Linked DNA regions of Rattus norvegicus: region 2 is linked to region 1. The links are chromatin contacts, called in public Hi-C maps. All regions are on one chromosome and are shown on one strand. The core of a region is the stretch at or near the end of the contact, and the rest is flanking DNA. Distances in the headings are between cores, read along the strand shown.

Region 1 (5,572 bases), core at 774-3,273:
ATTCATGCCTCCAACTTGATTTTAAGAAACTGACTTCCCCTCCAGCAGGATTTGTATTCTGTGGGTCTCTGCTCTCTCTCCCATGTTCAGCACAAGTAATCACGGAGCTGCCTACACAAGTCAGGATAGAGGGGAGAGCGGAAACAGGGCAGGTGAACTCTCCTCAAATGGCCCTCTGCAGGAGGCACTTGGCAGCAGGCAGCTCTGTGCCCTGAAGACTTTAGGTTAGGCCTCGGAAGGTTAACAGGGAGTCCATTTAGACTCAGAGAGGGCCAGCTACGTGCAGGCACTGATCTGCTGGGAACACAGAAGCAAACAAAACCCTGCTTAAGTAGAACTTGTATAAGTCTGAGCCCATACGCAGAAATAGAAATATGTGAGGGGGATAAATGCTGAAAGAAAAGCATAAGGCAGGGTGAGGGCGGGGAAAGGATGAGGCACGGTGAATTCTGCTAAAATACAGGAGAAGACCGCTGCAGGCAAGAGAAGAGCATTGCGCAGAGCAGGAGGCGGAAGATCCTCTGTAGTGGAACTCGGTGTACACGCATCGGGACTGTTACCTGGGACTACAGTGGACAGGTAAACCAGGATCCGGCCGAGGGCTACCAAAGCCCCTCCTAGACTAACCAATGGCGCCCTGCCCAGTCCGGTATTGCCAGGCTTCTGTGCTCTCACTCCAGAGACACCTGGATACTGGGGAGAGGTCCCTAACCTAGCAGTCATTAAATTCTGGGCAGAGCGTTGTTGGGGCTGGAAGGGGGCCTCCTGTAGTAATAGAGTCCGGGGCTCACAGTGAGTGGTGCAAAATAATAAGGAAGAGTTGGAGTGAGGCGTGGCCTTTCAAAATGCGCAAACAACGCTGACATATAGTCTTACTGGCACACACAGACCCAGTCCCTCGCACAGCGCAGCCTCCCCTCCACAGAGCTCCTAAACCCATGCCTAAGCCCTCTGCGTGTCCCAGCAGACCTGAGCCCGGACCATACACTTGTCTTGGCGCGCCTGCTTCGCTGTCAGCCCCTTCCTGGAGATGCTTCTGTCTTCGCGCCCTGGTGTCCCCACTCCCCCGCCCCGATCCTCCACCTACTGGCGCCCCGAGCCAGTTTAACCTTCCCTGGGCCTCAAGAGCCCCAGAGCGCCCACCCAGCAACTACGAGAGCTCGTTAGCCCAGCACAGAACGCGTTAGAAACGCACAAGAGCCTAACGTCGGGGTTCCCGGTGAACTGGTGTCCAAGGGAAAGGATAGTAGATTTATTCTCCCCAAAAATAACTTTCTGAAAGCTGGTCCCGAGCCCCGGCTTCGGAACCTCGGGATGGTTTCTCTACATTACTGAGGACAAAGGAACAGGACTCTCCTCTGTCCCGCTCCACTAAAGGCATGACCGTCCAGTATCCCCGCATCCCCCGCCCCAATTCTCTCTCCAGTGCTCACCCGGTGAGCCGCCCTCGGCGTGCAGCCGCGGGTCGCTGAGGGGTCGCCAGGCGCACGACGGAATGTGCGGTCCGGGCTGCTGGTGGCTGCTGGCCTCGGGGATTGCTTCTCCGAGTCTGGACAGGTGACTGGACTCGACGCAGCTGCTGGGCTCGGGACGGTCTCCTGGCCTCGGCCTCTGCGAGCCTCCCAGGGATCCCCTGGCCCGGCTGATTCCACTCAGAGGGCGACAAGCCGGGGACCGGCGCGTCGGGCTCTCGGAACAGACTGTACACCTTGGCTGCAGCCGCTGCGGGGTGGTTGCCCACGGGGCGCCACAACCGATTGGCATCCCGGCTAGCTGGTTCGTATCTCCCCACGGAATCCCTTTGGGCATGACTTGTCCCCATCAAGAGAGCCAGGACAAGTGGCAGGAAGCCCCTCCAACGCGCCCTTTGGATGCGTCCGGAGCAGCGGACGGTGGTCGGCGCCCTCATGGCGCCAGAGTGGCTGCAGAGCTGTGGGCACCGGAGACCTCGCAGGGAGGTGCTCTCCATCGTTCGCTCCACAGTCCCGCCTGGCGGCGTGCCCCTTCCCGTCTAGGGGACCTCTGAAACAGACGTCTTGGGGTCCGGGGGTTCCCAGGCAAGGACTGTATGGCGTGAGCTGCCCGGGCTGCGCACCGAGCCCGAGTCTGCCGCACCTTCGCGTCCGCACTGCCGCCGTCTGAAGGGGAACCGGAGGGTTTTATTTTTGGAAACCGCCCCCTGCTTTTTCGTCTCTTTTATCCACGCCATGCCCCCCCTCCTTGGAGGGACAGCTCGGCCCCCTTATTACGGGAGACAAGAATTCCAGCAACACCCTCTTTGGCACCGAGAAGCGAGCGGGCGGCGAGGGGATTAACCCGTGAGGAGCTGCGGGCGACGCAGAGCAGACCCGGAGACTGGAAAGACAGATGGCGTCTGCCTGGACAAGCGCACCTGAGCCTCCTTTCTCCTGTCCTGAGCAAGCTCAAGTTGTCCACCTGTCCTGGATGCATTTTCTGCTCCTGACCTCACGGACTAAGATGAACAAGGCTGCTTCTCAGACCTGAAGGAAGCTGGGGAAGGTACCCAGACCAAAGTAATGGGGACCGAGCCTGAGGCATGCGCGCCTGGTCTCGACGCTTCCTCCTCTGACCACTGGGGATGCTAGGCGAGAATGCAGGTGTCCCTGGGGCAGCACCCAGGAGTCGATTGCCTATGGGGAAGGTCAACTTGGGGCGCGCGCCCCCTAGTGGAGCTGGCCTCATCCTTGGCAACCGTGTCTTGTAGTGACACTCTGCCAGAGGGCTTAGCTCCTAGATCTTAATCTGTTTCCTGTGGCGTCTAGCCTTGGCCTGATCCTATGGTGATGGTGGCTGCCCTCTGGAAGAGGTGTTCTCTTTCCACAGAGGCAGACATGGAGCCTCTTGAATAAGGTGACTGAAGGAGAGCATTGCTAAAGACGGAATTAAAACCCAGGCCAGTGGCCTCTGGCCCACAGTCTACTCTAGCTAGACTTCCTATCACAGCCACTCATTACTTGGAGGATTTGCCCCAAGGAGACTGCATGAGTCTTTGATTGATCCCTGTTGGGCTGGGTTCTCACATCTTCTTGTACCGATGGAGACAGGAATATCGGTTGTCTCACAACTGAATTTTCTGTCAAATCTACCTTCTTCCTTTTGTTCCCTGCCCCAAAGCCTAGGCATATATGGCTTTCCTGGAAGAGTTTTCACAATTTACTGCTTCCTAAGGAGACAGGATGAAAGAACCGGTAAAAGACACCCATTCCAACTTCCCGTACCAGCCTCCCCCCTCCCAGGAACCTAAGCAATACCTAATAGGAGAAGAAAGCCTCAATACTTGACACTGGCCTGCGGAATCCTCCCCGCCCAGCTGGTTCTCTGTCCGATCCGAGCTTACTCTCACTCACAGGACCCTCACTGGCCGTCGTCTCTGCTAGGCAAACATTTGCTCCACTGCGATGCCTCATCTCTCTACCTGGAGTATTCGCCTCCAAGAGATCTTCAGGGCCGCCTCTTCATGTCACCTCACAGAGCAAACGTCAGCCCCGAGAGTGGCCATGTGTGCTGTTCAGCTTCCCATTCCTGTGAGGAAATACCCAAGAGTACCCACTTACAAAGAGGAATCATTTCTTGGGGCTTCTTCGTTGTTGTTTTGGTTTGGTTTGGTCTTGGTTGTTGTTTGGTTTGGTTTGGTTTGGTTTTGGTTTTGGTCTTTCAAGGCAGAGTTTCTCTGTGGAGCCCTGGATGTTCCCTCTGTAAACCAAGCTGGCCTTCAACTCAGAGATTCTCCTGCCCCCTGAATGCTGCGATTAAAGGCATATTCGCCACCTCTCAGATCTTCCCTACTCTTTTAAAAACATATTTTTAAAATTACTTTCAGTTATGTGTAGGCGTGTGGGTGTGTACATATGGGTACGTGCACATGAGTGCAGGGACCTCTGGAAGCCAGTGGTACAGGATCCCCTGGAGCAGGACTTACAGGTGGTCGTGAGTCACCTGAGGTGGCTGGGAACTGAATTAGGGTGCTCTGGAAGAGCAGCTCTTCCCCACCGAGCCTCTCTCTAGCGCCATTGTTTCTACTTACTACATACCAGGCACGGTCTTTGGCTTTCCTATTTCTACCAGATACAAGAACAACAGCCTTTCTAACTAAGATCAACTTTAGACCTAAAGAGCCTGCTCCCGTTCAGGTTGAAAGCTCATTCAATTCGATCAAAATCATATCCTGTTTAATCCTCTTCCTCTCCCTGCTGTATCTGCACCCAAGAGCTGTAGGCCTATCCTGGGAAATGGGATGGGACCTGTTCTTCACACTCTCCTTTCACCCTGTGGCTCTCCAGGGTCATGGTTCCACAGGAAGTGTCAGAGAAGGAGTAACACAGTCTTTTTTTTTTTTTTTTTTTTGGTTCTTTTTTTCGGAGCTGGGGACCGAACCCAGGGCCTTGCGCTTCCTAGGTAAGCGCTCTACCACTGAGCTAAATCCCCAGCCCTGTAACACAGTCTTATTTAGCTGATGCCCAAGCAATTGGTCAGCTCTATCATAGGCATGTGTGGGCTCTTCGGTGTGTGTGTGTGTGTGTGTGTGTGTGTGTGTGTGTGTGTGTGTGTGATAACAAATTCGTCTTTGACCAACTTTTTTGACAATCCTGCATCTCTTGCCCTAAGAGACGTGCCAGTCACGCAGTAAGGTGGCAGCATCCTACTTCTCTACCACGTACTCTGTTCTAGCAAAGCTGCTAAGTTCCTAAAGATGCGTGTTGGGATCTGCCAAGAACTTTCTTACTGTACCTTGGTACCTAGGGGGATCTGTAATAGCCAGCGATTGCCCAAGCACCAGGTGAATGACAGCAGTCATAACATCCCCTCTTCTGACAGAGGATGGCCTGCACTAGAAGTGTCCTCAGGCTCAGGGAAACCTCAGCCCTGTCTACTAAGGTGACCAGTGTGTTCTCTCCCTGACTAACTCTATCCTTTAACTGTGTCCTATACCTCTCTTCAGAATGTTCTGATGTCCTAGCCTGTGGCTCTTGAGCAGACATCGTGTGTGTGTGTGTGTGTGTGTGTGTGTGTGTGTGTGTGTGTGTATGTGTGTGTGTGTATGTGTGTGTGTGTGTGTGTGTACGTGCTCATGTTCATGTGGGAGTACATATATTTGTGGTAGCCTGAGGTCACCCTTGAGTGTCATTCCTCAATGGCTGTCCATCATGTTCTTTGAAACAAGATCTCTCTCTCTCTCTCTCATTGGCCTGGGGTTTTCTGATTCCACTAGGCTGTCTAAGAAGCCCCAGAGATTTATCTGCCTTTGTCTTCCCAGTGCTGAGATTAACAGGCATTTGCTTTCATGACTGTTTTTTCTTTTCTTTTTTCTTTCTTTTCCTTTGTTTTTCTGTTCTTTATTTTAACAAGTGTTCTGGGGATCAAACCTCATGACTGCAGGCAAGCACTTCACTAACTGAACCATCTCCCCAGACCAGCTTCATGCTAAAACCACAACGAAGAGTCCTCCTCAACGATCTATAAAATTACTCATCAGCCTAACTTCCCTAGCTACTGTATCTCTGGCTGAGCTGACACATGGTTCACTGTCTTTCCCAGAACATGCAACAGGGCT
Region 2 (5,336 bases), core at 1,931-4,430, 48 kb after region 1:
AGTGGCTTTCTGACCTCCATATATCTGACATGGCACCCGTGTGCTCTCCACACAAATAAACGAAAAACAATACAAACGAGATAGGTTCAAATCCTAAGCACTTACCTCAAGCTCATTCTCATCAAAAATAGCCAAAAGGTTCTCAGGAACCAACTCATTCAAGCCTGAAACAGAAGTATCCGAGTTAAAGCCACACTGCAGCTATGGCCCCGGCATCTGAAGGAAAGGAGATGGGAGCCCACCTTTCAGAAAGTGCTCCACCTCCTCTTTCACCTGACTGGCCAGCCGGTACTGAGCCAACAAGTTTAAATAGAAGGTTTTATTTGCATTGGTGACTGGGGTTTGAGCTCCACCTGTCATGAGTTCTACAATCTGAAACAGAAGGCAAAAGATAAGACAAGAGGTTGTGGGTAAACTGTGAGCTGTATCAGCCTGAAATGTTCTACAAGCAGTAACTGGAGTCCCTCAAAAGTCTGTGTTTGTCTTTTTAACACACTTGCTTTTACTTTCCGTTACTGACCTTCAGGGCTCACACCACCACTTCCACACTCTACTAGCTACGACTTCCAAAGTGGGCATTAAGCAGGGTTTTCTCTCAGGCAGTGACCCCGTGGTGATGCAACAGGAAGGTATTATGGTCTCTTGTTAGCAATACTTTAATTCTCCCTTAATTAAATCACTAATGGCCTTTTCTCGAAGAAGCTCTTTCATATCTCTGAAACTCTACTGGGGAAACAGCTGTTCCCACATTCTTCTCCCTCCCAAGTCCACAGATGGAAAGAACAAACGGCCTGATACTAGGAGATTTGGCATCGGAAACTCCGCCCTGACACTAACTTGCTACAGAACTCCAGGCTATTAACTGCTGCTCATTTGTCTGCGATTTGTCTATCTGCAAAGAAAAGCCAAACAAGCTTCCTAAGTCACAATCAATTAATAAACACACTGACACTCAATAAACAACTACCAAGGGGCATTTGAAGAAGTCCCAAAGCATTAACAATTGCCCTGGAGAGTCTGTATGGAAACCAGAGTTGTCTTCGTAGGTGAATGAGCACCTCCATTAGTTGTGAGATCAGATATTTTGAGGACCTTATAACATTTCAATTGTACGGATATGAATAAATCTCAATAACATTTCTTAGCCCATAGCTAGAAGAGCTTATTCACAAAAACACACCAAATTATAGCAGTAATATAATATCCGTAATTATAGAAAAAAGATCTACTATCTTAATCTACTAAGAATCTTGCAGGCAAACATCCTGCTGCTGTCTTTATGGCCACGAACTGCAGCACAACTCTGTTCACTAGCGGCTTTGTTACGTCACTTCACGAGGCAACACAGACAGACCTCACTAGTACAAAGGCAGAACGCTGGCACTCCTAGCTTCTGCAACAGAGCATTTAGTTTTGTTCTCTTGAGATAGGGCCTCTGTATGTAGACCAAGCTGGCCTCAAACTCACACAGATATATCCACCTGCCTCTGCTCCCAAGTGCTGATATCAAAGTGGGTCTTCACACTCAGCTGCCACATCTTCGCAGTCATTGCTACCTTCCTTTTAATCACATATTGATAACCTAGTATTGCAGTGGCAGTATCAAAGCTAATGAGGTTTAATTATCTATTATTATTATGACTAGCTTCACTATTATCAGGTAATACTGCCTAACTCCACAACATAACAAAAACATATTTGCAACAAATATATATCTAGCCAGTAATCTCGGCACTCAGGAGGCAGAGGCTGTGGATTCCTGTCAGTCAAAGCCAGCCTGGTCTGTACCAAATTCAAGGCCAGCCTGAGCTACACAGTAAGACCCTGTCTCAAAACCAAACCAAACCAACCCAACAAGAACAACAAAAAGAGTTTTACTGTGTAGAGCCATTGTGTTAAACAAAGAATCAGGCACCTACAGTACAACTGCTCATCACTGACAGTCAACCCTCCCAAACCCCCTTAGGCAAGGATGCCTCATTAGCATGTTAGTCTCTGTAGTCTTCACTGTAGCAAGTCCTACCCGTGCTGCCTTAGGGGGCGTGGGCTGTAGGGACTTACCCCTCCTGGTCTCTCTCACCTTATCTAGTTGACCTGATTTGTTGTATTTCTCTTCTGCAAAGACCAGCTCCATCTCACTCATGTCATTGTTGAGGATAAAACATACTTTGGATTTATAGAATTCTGGGTCATCTGTTTCAAAGTACTGAGGAGATAGGAAGACACAGAAGTACATGAACACTCTTTTGCCACGAATGAAACTTCGACTGCTTGACACCCCTTACACCTTCAACCTTAAAAAAATAATCAGCTCAGGGGGCTGAAGAGATGGCTCAGAGGTTAAGTACACTGGCTGCTCTTCCAGAGGACCCGTGTTCTGTTCCCAGAACCCAAATGTAAGCTCATATCTATCTGTAACTCCAGATCCAGGGAACCCCATGCTTTCTTCTGACTCAATGGGCACCAAGGATGTATTTGGTGCATATACATAAAGCAGGCAAAACATAGATACATATATACATACATACATACAGAATAAAAATAAATCTTAAAAAATAATAAAGGGAAAGAAGTACTTTAGAAAACTATCGCATGTGGAAAGATCCCAAAGCAGACAGCTAGCCTGTCTGAGTGAAAATGCACACCTAACGTATTACCTTGTAATGCATACGTAGTCCTATGATTTGGGCCAGGAAAGACCGAGTGAAACGGGCACGGACCAACTGCTTGTAGGCTCCTCCTAGAGAGGATTCATACAAACACTTGCCCACCAGCCGCCCTGCAAACTCATACATCTTCAAGCGCAGGTGAGCCGGGCGATTAGGGTTAGGATGCACCTGTCCAAGAGAGAAATGAAAGGCCTTTGACTTGTTTTCATCCATTCTAGCAAGTTCTGGAAAAACCCCAAATTCTATGGATTGCAATTTGGACCTGGAATGTCTCCCAAAGGTGTATATATTTGCAAGCTTTGGTTCGCAGCCCAGAGCGTCATGAGTAGGACTCAGGCTACTGAGGTATGCCCTGGAAGAGAATTGCCTCGTCTCTTTACCTCTGCCTTTTATGACCCAGCCCTGAGGTGAATGATCTTGCCATACTCTGCCACTATGATGTGCTGCACCACCACAAACCCAAAAGCAAGGAGGCCAACCAGCCATAAACTGAAGCCTCTAAAAGTCTGTGGTGACTAAACATTCTCTCTTTAGAAGCTGACTGTCTCGGGCATTTATTATGGTAACAGAAAGCTGACTCATACCCAATGCAAAGGGAATAAAATTTCAGTTGAAGGATCACAGAACAGACACCTGGTGTGATTTAAAGTGACTGGAGGACAATGGCCACTGAAGAACCTTAGATTAGTTTGTGGTCCTTAGTTGACTTGAGTACAGATGATTTGATGCCTGTCCCTAAAGGAGAGCTCTTTTCAAACAGTCATGTACTACCTGTGACTTCTTTCTAGTCAGAGATCTAATACAGAAATCAACTGCCTCAAGCTTTTTCTTTAGATAATAGCTTAATTATTATAAGTGAATAAAGTCACAATGTAATGAACGCTCTTAGCCAGTGCTCAACTATATGTTCCCATTCTACAGATGAAATAATGGGAGTCAAATAAAAGGTAGGTAGCTTGATTAGCTCATTACAAACAGCACATTAAGAGCAAAAATCAACAGACCCATGGCTCCAGCTGCAAATGGCCTTACTGGACATCAATGGTAGGAGAAGTCCTTGGTCCTGCCAAGGCTGGACCCCCAGTGTAGGGGAATGTCAGGGCAGGAGTAGGGGAAACAGTTTCATAGAAGAAGGGGGAGGGGAGATGGGATAGGGGGCTTATGGATGAGAAACTGGAAAGAGGATAACATTTGAAATGTAAATAAAAGAAATTCAGTAAAAAAAAAAAAAAAAAAAAAGAGCAATTTCAAGCTGTCTAGCCTCCAGGGTCAGCTGTGTGAACCTCTTTGTATTCAGTGCAGCAGCTTTCCACCCGCCACCCACGGGGAAGGCACAGACTCACTAGTGCTTGGTTGTTGTCACTGAACCGGGTGAAGAGCTGACTGGTGGTATCAAACAGTGCTTTGCAGATTAGCTCAAACCATTCCCGGCGAGGCCCTCCCCAATCCAAAGCTGAAAAGCATAATGAAAATTAAAAGTGATGCTGGCTTACATCACCAACGATGACTTTTCTTCCTCTAATCACCACTTAATAGTCTCCCGCTCCTTCTCTCTAGTTCACTACCTGTTTCTCCGATGCAGCTCACCTACATATGAACTCTTCTTGAAATCCCACTTCTTTCTGTAGATTCCAAGGTATTCTGATCACTAAGCTAACAGAAACACAAAAGGTCAGAGATCCAGGAAAAGGACACTCCGCATCTCCAGTGGTTATTCTGTCCTTCTAGCGCGAACTGTAAGCACTTGCCCCCATGTCTCTGCTCTCTAAACTCCACCACACCATCCAGCCAGGCTTCTTCACAGAAGCTGGGTCTTTGGGGGAGCTTGAAGGGGCTGGTCTGAACTTTTTTAGAGAGTAGAAGTAGGAAGGAGAATTAAAAGGATAAAACAAAACTTCAAAACCCACCTTCTTCATCCTGGAAAACCACTTCAAAGTTCTTGCTCCAATCTGAGATGGAAAAGTTCCGAGTGGCCTTCAAAGACTGAAAAGCAGAGCGAGGAAGAAAACTGTTAGGATGACGGCTGGCTTCCCCCAGCTTCTAAAGACAGACCCTCAGGAGCACCACCACTGCCCACTGAGCTAACCACTACGTGGAAGTGATAGATGGCACACAAGTAAAACTCACTGACATTATCTTAAGTTCAAATACACAGATCTCCAGCAGAAATTCATTATTTAAAAAATTAGGGACGACCATACCAGAGACAACCCCAACCGGCTCCATGTAGCCCAGGTGGGCAGACCACACCCAAGACGACCCCTGCCTGGTGCCACATGGCACTGGCAGGGCATAGCACTCCTGAGATGACCCCAGACACCTAGAAGCCCTGTGTGCCAGTAAGATCAGCAGGAAAGTGGTGGAGAGAGGGAAGAGAAAGAGACACAGAGGATGTGGGCACAGTGTAGACAGGTGGAACTGGAGACGCCAGGAACAGCCAGCCTGATGTGAGTAGCCAGGAATGTCACCTAAGGTCAGGGTGAGGTCCTGGCCTATGCTGCCTCCGAGGGCCATGTCTGGGTCCATGGCCCTACAGCAGAATGAGTATGTCACCACCAAAGGCTAGGTGAACACTCCTGGTCTGGGCTGCCTCATCGAACCAAGCTGATGTCTAAGGGCTGTGCAGAGCTGCCTGCCAGCTTGAGGGCATGGTGGGAAAGCTGCGCC

What was found. A called contact is a pair of places that touch in the nucleus more often than the background predicts.
Region 2: a contact with region 1 is called in a Hi-C map of the A7r5 cell line, with 2.6 times the contacts expected there. The contact joins the enhancer-like site here to the promoter of Ltbp2 in region 1. A contact is called at or near these places in 4 of 12 Hi-C or Micro-C datasets (the A7r5 cell line, the Rat2 cell line, mammary epithelial cells and 1 more).

Annotation. Positions count from the first base shown.
Region 1 is chr6:110,255,275-110,260,846 of GRCr8, forward strand. It overlaps Ltbp2 (latent transforming growth factor beta binding protein 2), which reads right to left and starts at 2,024. Exons shown (of 35, transcript NM_021586.2): 1 at 1,434-2,024. The coding sequence starts at 1,969.
Region 2 is chr6:110,301,786-110,307,121 of GRCr8, forward strand. Arel1 (apoptosis resistant E3 ubiquitin protein ligase 1) reads right to left here. Exons shown (of 19, transcript NM_001106744.1): 11 at 4,577-4,652; 12 at 4,013-4,122; 13 at 2,658-2,837; 14 at 2,081-2,206; 15 at 243-372; 16 at 106-164. Among named protein-coding and RNA genes, the nearest start is that of Arel1, 20 kb to the right of the region's middle. Within about 2 kb of position 3,181, at least 3 of the 93 cell types and tissues checked have an H3K27ac peak or open chromatin away from gene starts, as enhancers often do. A contact at or near this core is called in the A7r5 cell line, where this site is marked.